2 separate regions of the Mus musculus genome follow, and region 2 is linked to region 1. Evidence: chromatin contacts called from public HiChIP or PLAC-seq data. All regions are on one chromosome and are shown on one strand. The core of a region is the stretch at or near the end of the contact, and the rest is flanking DNA. Distances in the headings are between cores, read along the strand shown.

What was found. HiChIP or PLAC-seq counts read pairs in DNA pulled down with a chosen protein or histone mark.
Region 2: a CTCF HiChIP or PLAC-seq map of CD8 T cells shows a contact between it and region 1, with 10 read pairs. The contact joins two enhancer-like sites. A contact is called at or near these places in 1 of 15 datasets of contacts at CTCF or cohesin (CD8 T cells), 4 of 484 Hi-C or Micro-C datasets (CD4 T cells, nephron progenitors, regulatory T cells and 1 more), 5 of 115 datasets of contacts at active chromatin or transcription factors (CD8 T cells, embryonic stem cells, memory CD8 T cells and 2 more) and 1 of 9 other capture datasets (bone marrow-derived macrophages).

Annotation. Positions count from the first base shown.
Region 1 is chr15:5,412,669-5,416,765 of GRCm38.p6, reverse strand. It overlaps the pseudogene Gm46496. Among named protein-coding and RNA genes, the nearest start is that of 5430437J10Rik, 82 kb to the left of the region's middle. Within about 2 kb of position 2,100, at least 78 of the 459 cell types and tissues checked have an H3K27ac peak or open chromatin away from gene starts, as enhancers often do. A contact at or near this core is called in CD8 T cells, bone marrow-derived macrophages, memory CD8 T cells and 2 more, where this site is marked.
Region 2 is chr15:5,515,056-5,519,152 of GRCm38.p6, reverse strand. All of the region lies in intron 1 of 5430437J10Rik (RIKEN cDNA 5430437J10 gene), which reads right to left. Among named protein-coding and RNA genes, the nearest start is that of 5430437J10Rik, 21 kb to the right of the region's middle. Within about 2 kb of position 1,747, at least 91 of the 459 cell types and tissues checked have an H3K27ac peak or open chromatin away from gene starts, as enhancers often do. A contact at or near this core is called in CD8 T cells, bone marrow-derived macrophages, memory CD8 T cells and 2 more, where this site is marked.

The DNA.
Region 1 (4,097 bases), core at 851-3,350:
TTTCCTTCCAATTTGTAGGATGCCTCTTCCATTCTGAAGTGCCACCAAGTGACAGAGTTACCATAGCCTTCTTACCTAAAATAACACCCACTTTCCAGAGCTCTCATCTTTTCCCACAGCTTAATGATCTCTTGCTCACCAGCCCTGACCTAGCACTTAAACACAAGATCTTTTGTTCTATCGACCATGGACCATGTGTTAGTATCATCATGTCTCCTCCCTCTCAGGTAATTGTGCCTAGCAATAAGTACTCCACTACAAACCCATTTATCAAGTCGACCATCTTAGGGTTGTCTTTGCTATGTTCACTTTTTCTGGATTCCCCACATTCAGTCTGTTGGCAAGGCTATTTTGTAGAATGATCTCAATTTACAAGCATGGAGTGGATGGGTTCATGTAAAAACAAATAAGTGTATACAACTGCATTGGTCTGTGAAGGGAATGATGAGAAATTATTCCATAGAGGTCAAAGACAGAAGCACAGTGTTCATGCTTAACATGTCTTTGGAATCTCTCATGAGGAAATGAAACCGGTGATAAAGTCAGATGCTAAGATTTATAGCAAGAACCCTCACTTCTCAGATTTGATCACTTCCCCTTAAATTACTGGCACAGTCTGCTTAGCATTGCTATTTTGAGATATCTGATTTCTCTTCTGTTAATCGCTTTAAATAAGTTCTAGTTGGCGTGTTGCACTTTTAAATCATTGCTCTCTGAAAATAACAAACACCTAAACTTCGGTAATATATTAGTTATCAGCCACTGACTTTGTAGCCTACTACTGGTGTGTAAATCTAAAGGCAAGGAAAAAGCTAACTTCGAATCTGAAAGAGAACAAGTGCTTTGCTCTGTTGAAGCTGAGAAAGAATGAACCACAGCAAACTGTTCCTGACAACAGTCTCCAAGAAAAGAATAAATAAGAAATAAGTTGGGGTGTTTTTCAACTTATTGTTTTGAGCCAATGTTTTATATTTGTTTTTCAAGCCCAAACTCAATTTCAAACGTAAACAAGTAATGTTTTTAGGAATAGGAAACATTAATTCACTTTCTTTCTGGTACACAAAGAACATTAGCCCCTATAAAAATGCCTTGGATCATTGCTTTTTCAATAAAACACTAAAAACTTGAGCCAGGCTTGACTCACATTCTCATTAGCATCCTGGGTTTATTGACCACTGTCCACATTCTTTTTAAGCTCTTTTGAATCCAGAGAGAACTTACCAGATGTTAAATGTTCAAATCAGTCACTCTAATAAAATTTCACCTAAGGAAGGCCCAACCCCACAGTTAAACCTGATAAGGCCACCCCAGAGATTCCCCAGTGATCATGAGAGCAATGAAGAGGGCAGAAAGCATAGCCTCTCCCCCCATCCCCACCCCAAAAAATCTCCTTTCAAAAACCCTCTCATCTAAACCCATCATTTCTGGTTCTTTCTCCTTTTGCAATATAATAAAGTTAATACAAGTTTGAAGAAAAACTATGCTGAGAGAAGCAAGTAGCTTATAAAGGATCAGAAGCTGTCAACGCACATTGAAAACTGCAGAGAAGACAGGTCGCTGTGTCCATTAAAGTCATGACTTAGGTTGTCACAAGGTCCAGAAGGAGGAAATTTCCGATGATTAATAGACTCTTGGGAAAACTACTAAGAAATGAGTCCACTGAACAGGGAACAGAATGGTTAAGAACTTGAGTTTGATTATGAACTAACCAGTACCCCGGAGCTCTTGACTCTAGCTGCATATGTATCAAAAGATGGCCTAGTCGGCCATCACTGGAAAGAGAGGCCCATTGGACACACAAACTTTATATGCCCCAGTACAGGGGAACGCCAGGGCCAAAAAGGGGGAGTGGGTGGATAGGGGAGTGGGGGTGGGTGGGTATGGGGGACTTTTGGTATAGCATTGGAAATGTAAATGAGCTAAATACCTAATAAAAAATGGAAAGAAAAATAAAAAAAAAAAAAAAGAACTTGAGTTTGAGGAATGAAATATTTTAGTAGTAGCAGTAGTATTTGTAGTAGTAGCAGCAGTGGTAGTTGTAGTAGTTGTAGTAGTCGTAGTCATAGTCGTAGTCATAGTAAACAAGGAAGTCTGTACCACAACTTCCTGTGAAAGTCATAGAGACTGACACTTAAACTTTCTGTCCTCAATCCCCAAACAAGTCACTGACGTTAGAGAAACCGGTTAATAACTGCACCTGTTGGTCCTGTGGAAATTACATAAAGACCGGTCATGCTAATAAGTAACAGTGGCATTCACTGAATGTCAGCCATTTCTAAAGTACACTCAGAGGAACTATGTTAGCCCTAAACAGTTACAGGAAGGAAAACTGAATGACAGCAATATAATCCAAGGAGCAGACACATCAGCCTCACATGAGAGAGAGCTTGTTAGAACTACAAGCTCTCAAGCCCCACCTCCTTTTACTGATGTGTAATCTGCTTTCGATACTAATGATTCCTATAAATATTAAAGATTCTGAAGCACCTGAGACCACATGGTTGGGAGTAATACATGGATATGTTCAAACTTCCAGACTTCACTCTCTGACTATTGTCTTCTCTTGCCTCTTCTCATGAAAGAGTGTATCTTATGTGCCTAGTACATAATAAGTACCATCATATTTTTTTCATTATTTTTATTAGATATTTTCTTCATTTGCATTTCAAATGCTATCCCCAAAGCCCCCTATACCTTCCCCTCACTCTCCAACCAACCCACTCCTGTTTTCTGGCCCTGGCATTCCCCTGAAGTACCATCATATTTTAAGGATGCTTTGTAAATAGCTCTATATTAAAAATGAACTTTTAATAAACTGACCTTACTCTCACCAAATACAGCACAGATAGGAATATCAACATTAAAATGGAACAGAAGGACCTAAGAAATCAAATGTCATTTCTGTAGAACTTGATAGTGAGAGAAACGTTGAGTAATGTGTCTAAGGTGAACCAGGAAATTGAGGGTGTAGTAAGGGATGGGGCTTAAGCATTGTAGGTAGGGCTGTCTATTATCATGCAATTGCTGGGTTCTTATACAGAATTTTTAAAAAAGATTTTTGAATAAGTATGCAATTAGCAGATGCCCATAGTTTCATTTTTCTGTTTAAAGTGCTCTGTCAACCATGGAGGCTACTTCTAAATGTTGATGAATACAAAATATCCTTAAAATATGCTTCTTCATAGACCAATTGCTTACTGCCCAATAGATGTATTTCATGGGTGTTTACTGGCATTTGACCAGAACATTAATGTAAAATTGGTGTTGTATACAATAAACTTTGAAGGATAGTGTAACACTCCCCCCAGCACACCAAGAAATTTTCTATGCAATGTTAATCCTTACCATTCTACCCATCTTCATAGATAACCTTTTAAAGAATGACAGTGCTTTGATCTTTTATAAATAATAACATATTCTTCTCATAACTATTTGTCTTCTGATTGGTTATGCCATGTTTTACTTCCGGTCTGCTGTCTGCATATGGTAGTTCTTTTACTTGTGTAAACACTGACATCTACGCCTGACCATTTCTCCTTCTATATCTGCATCCTTTCCAGATACTCAGTTATCTAAAGCATTCTCATTGGTTCAATACCTTTGTTCAAAACCTTTCTTGAAAGCAAGTATAGTTGAAGATAACCAAGATGTTTTTCTTCTTTAAGTTAATTTGTGAAGTTAGCATGTAATGCTATGGGCTCCATTATGGCACACACACACACACACACACACACACACACACACACAGACACACCTAATGAGAAAAAGAGAGTGAGAGAAAGACAGAGAGATGGAGAGACAGGGGAGGGGAGAGAAAAGAAATGCTAAAAAGGTTGTGGAGAAAGAGGAATTTCACTCACTGTGAAACCACTCTTAAAATCTATATTAATACTCTCAAGCTCTGACCCCAGGACTCAGGTGAGATTGCCATCTTGTATCCGGGTCTCTCAGAGACCAGTCCAAGCAGGAGAGCACACAGGACGCAGAAGCAACAGAGCTTCTTGGAAAGGGACCCTTCGGGCCTTCATCCTCAGCCAAGAGGCATAGCTGAGACCCAGAGCTCTGGACACCTTCCCCACCAGAGGAGAGTTGGCCTC
Region 2 (4,097 bases), core at 498-2,997, 100 kb before region 1:
TGAGGAGATGAGTGGGATTGAATTGCATGATGGGAAATTCACAAAGAATTAATAGAAAGTTTTTTATAAAAGAAGGTTGGTATATGTCTATGTTTTTAACCCATGTTTATCATGAACCATCGTGTGGGGCAGATGTCTGATTAAGGTAAAGCACTTGAGGTAGAAAAACAGGAAGGAACACAGGAAGGGAAAGAAGGAGGCAGGAGGGAGGAAGGGAGGAAAGGTAGAAAAACTTTGTCACATCTTGAAGAACTCCAAGTTAAGACCCAAACCAGAGTAGCTTACCAAAAGTATAGTTTAGAAGACGTCGTGCATGCATAGGACAGGTATGTACAGTGGGAGAAAAATCAACCTTTAACTCTTATGCTTGTACTTCCAGAAGTCCCTGGATAAGTTACAAATGTCCTCCTCAATGGGTACACCATATAGCTTCATCAAGATTTCTTGGTCACTGGAAGACTGCAACAGTCTTCTGAAGGAGTAGGCCTAACTTTAGTACCAAGGTAGCAGAAAGTAGACACCGTGTGAAGGAGCCAAAGGCAGTGAAGAGCAGTGTCGTCTCTTTCTTCAACACTTCAAAGGAATTCGGAGTAATAGCTACCTCTTTAAGCAGGCCGATAACTCGATGTTATCATCTTAAAGGCCCCAGAGGGACAGAGAAAAGTTAGGTCGAACTCCCTGGCAATGCTGGCACACTTCTGATTCACCTGAACACCACCCACAGGCCAGAGAAGAAATGGTAACTCTCCAGAGCTTTCTTCTCACATTAAAAGAATGTTAAGCAATCTTATTTGAGAGGACCTGTGGCCACTGTCCCACTAGGAACTGCTTTATGAATTCTGGACTGTGCTATTAAGACAAACGATGAACTTCGGTGTGTACTAAAGTCAGAAAGAGCCAGGCAGCCCTTGGGATAAAATTTCATAGCCACACAACTAGAGACATATTTGGTAAAAAAGAAAAAAAGGATGTCAGGGGGATTTCCAAAATCTCCTAACTGGAGGACAATCATAGCGGTGAGTTTGTGGGGAGAGTCGACCAATCACGGAGCTCTAGCTTGTGTTTTAAGGAAAAGGAAACTTGATTACCAGGAAAAAAAAAAAAAAAGTAAGTGTCAAGAAGGGACCCAACAATAATTAGTCCTGTTGTGAGGGGGAAATGCTTCTCAGAAAGCCATTTCACATCAAACGCCAATGTGGCCTCCTATCAAACCTCACTGTTCATGTTTTTTTTCAGATCTCTGAACAAGTTGAATGGAGTGGTTTCCCTTTCAACTACATTATAAAGCGTTTTCAAAGGCTTGTGCTATCTCCATTTGTAGTATCTGATAGTGAAGGGGCAGAGTTCATTTTTAGCCAATAAAATAACTCTTCATGAGGTTGTGAATTTGAGCCCAGACAAGCCACAAAAAGTACAGACTCAACTAGACGTTCAAAGTTCCTAAAACGCACACATACATCACTGCGAACAGTAAATACAGGAAGCACAGACCATTCTTCAGCCCTGGTCTCAGTTTTGATGAACTGTTTTGCCATGAAGAATCTTCCCTCAGACGGCTTGCACTAGAAAGAAAAGGACAAAAATACCCAGCCCTGGCTTTCTCACGGGGCAAACCTTTTCCTTTCTCTGTGTGAAAACTTCAAGGGTTTCTGATTGCCCACAAAAATTTTACAAGCTAGTCCCACAACATAATGTGACTTTTTAAAGAACAAGGAAGTGCAAGGGCCTCTCGCAGGCAGCGGCAGTGTGTTTAACTGCTGGTGTTAGCCACAGCAGTATGACCTCTGCTTAGAGCAGCTTTGACCACCAGTCATCAGCTCTGGGGAGAGACATACCCAATGTGACACAGGAAAGAAGTGTCAACTGTGGTAAGTCATGGCTGAGACCTATGGAGAATGAAACCCGTCACCAAAGTAGATCCAAAGCATAGGAAGGGTCCAGAATTCTCCATTTGGCAAAGTCAAATACAGGCATTATCTTCCTGACCTTGCTAGCAAACAAGGATACTGATGTGATAGAGAAACCTGAGAAGGGTATTGAATTTTGTTCTGTGACGGATTGAACCCAAGGCCTAACATCTGCCACTAAAGCTACATCTCCAGCTTTAGCAACAATGTGAATTTCCCTTCACATTTGATATATTTAAACATTACAGCATGCATGTAAGATACACGTTCTCTTTGTATATTATAAGCACCAATATTTTCTCTCAAATTTTGTGTGATACAAACCAAGATTATTTTTTATTCTTCACCAATTTTGTATATGTACACACTGAACTTGGGGGGCATTTTCACACCTTCTTATGTATTTCTTATCCATCCCATCTTATCTTCTCTTTCTCTTATCTCTTGCTTTGTCTCCTGAAACCTTTTTTCTTTCCAACAAGGCCCCTCCTACTTTGATGACATTTCTTTCTTATCCAATGGATTTAGTTATAGTTGCTTGAATGGGTATGAGTGGAGGGTCATTAACTGGAATATAGACAACTTACCAGTGGATATACTGACACAGAAAATGAACTCTTTCCCCCCAAACCTATTAACTGGCTGTAGTCCTTCAGTGAGGGGTGAAGCCTCAGGAGCCTCCAACAGGTACTAGAGGAAAGTGAGGTTCCAGTCTTGTGTAGGTCTTAGGTGGGTAACACTACTGCAGTGAGTTCACACGTGCAAACACTGTGTTGTGTCCAGAAGATATTATTTTTAAAGCTGCTTTATGCTTTATTTTCTGTGTGTGCATATAAGGAGAGGTGTTACTGTGTAGGGTTGTGCATACATGTGAACACGTTCACTATATGTAGAGATCAGAAAACAACTTACAGGAACTGGTTCTCCCCTACTGGCCATATGGATCGTAGAAAGAAATCTAGGTCATCAGGCTCAGCATCAGAGTCATGTTATTGTCCCATAGGAAATCTTCTTAGCACTCCATGCCAAACTCTGGCTCTTAAATATGTCCTCCCATCTCCTTCCACAGTGGTCCTTGAGCCTCATCATGGGTAGAATAGAGAGATCTGGTTGAGGAACAAGCACTCTCTGACTATTTACTCTCTGGAGTGTGACTAGTTGTAGATCTCTAAACTAGCTGTTGCCTGCTGCAAAAAGAAACTTAGACTTAGAACAGCACTGATCTATGAGTATAAACCTAAGCATTTGGAGGACAGTTGAATACCATGCCCATGTAAGATAACAGTCACAAGTCAAGAAAGTCTTCTAAACTTATTTCTATTGGAGAAAACACTGACATAGTCCATCTTCTTTGAGAGACATGGACAGAAGACATGCTTTGGGATGCTTAGCATCACTTCAGTGTCTGCTTTCTTCAATAAGTTAACTTTAACAAGTGCACCTTTAGCAAGCTAATAATTTTTATCTCCTTGTGGCAAAAAAAAAGGAGGATAGCCCATCCACACGTAGAAGATGACAGCCTTGAGGTGAGATCATCTTGGATTGCATGTTCTTAAATAGCTGGTATCTACTCAGTCAGGGTCAGGACTGATTTTTCTTCTAACTAGCAGGCCATCATTTTAAAAATATTCCTCCATTGCAAAAGTGAGATCTAATCCCCTGCTCATGCGTGTGTTCTATCTTGCAAGCACTATGATGAACTATGTGGCAGAAACAACATTCTACCAACACTGGCTCTTAACTCTAAGAGAAACTGCAGTTTCAGCTTACCTTTATTTTAAGAGCATTGAATGCCACATTAGAAATCTCCCTGGTATTTCAGAGCCCATTTGGTGATGCCATGACATGATATATAAAGATAAGGCCAGCTATCAACCCCAGTCTGGTAGTAAACCTTACCAAACAGAGGTAACGTGCATCCATTAAGGAACAACACACAATCTCTGAGATGTGTATATACATTAAAACACCAAGAATTCCCAAACATGTACACCTTGACACACTCCAAACTTAGTGATTAGGTGAAAAGCAGATTCCTTAGTTATGTATGTACCATGATATGCTCACCAAGAAAAGAAAAGCTAAAGAGACAAGACATAGCACTGCCTGTCAGAGAGACTTTCTGATGCAGGTTGTGTAGCATGGCCTTCTGAAAGCTATATATGGGGTTGGAGAGGCAGCTCAATGGAT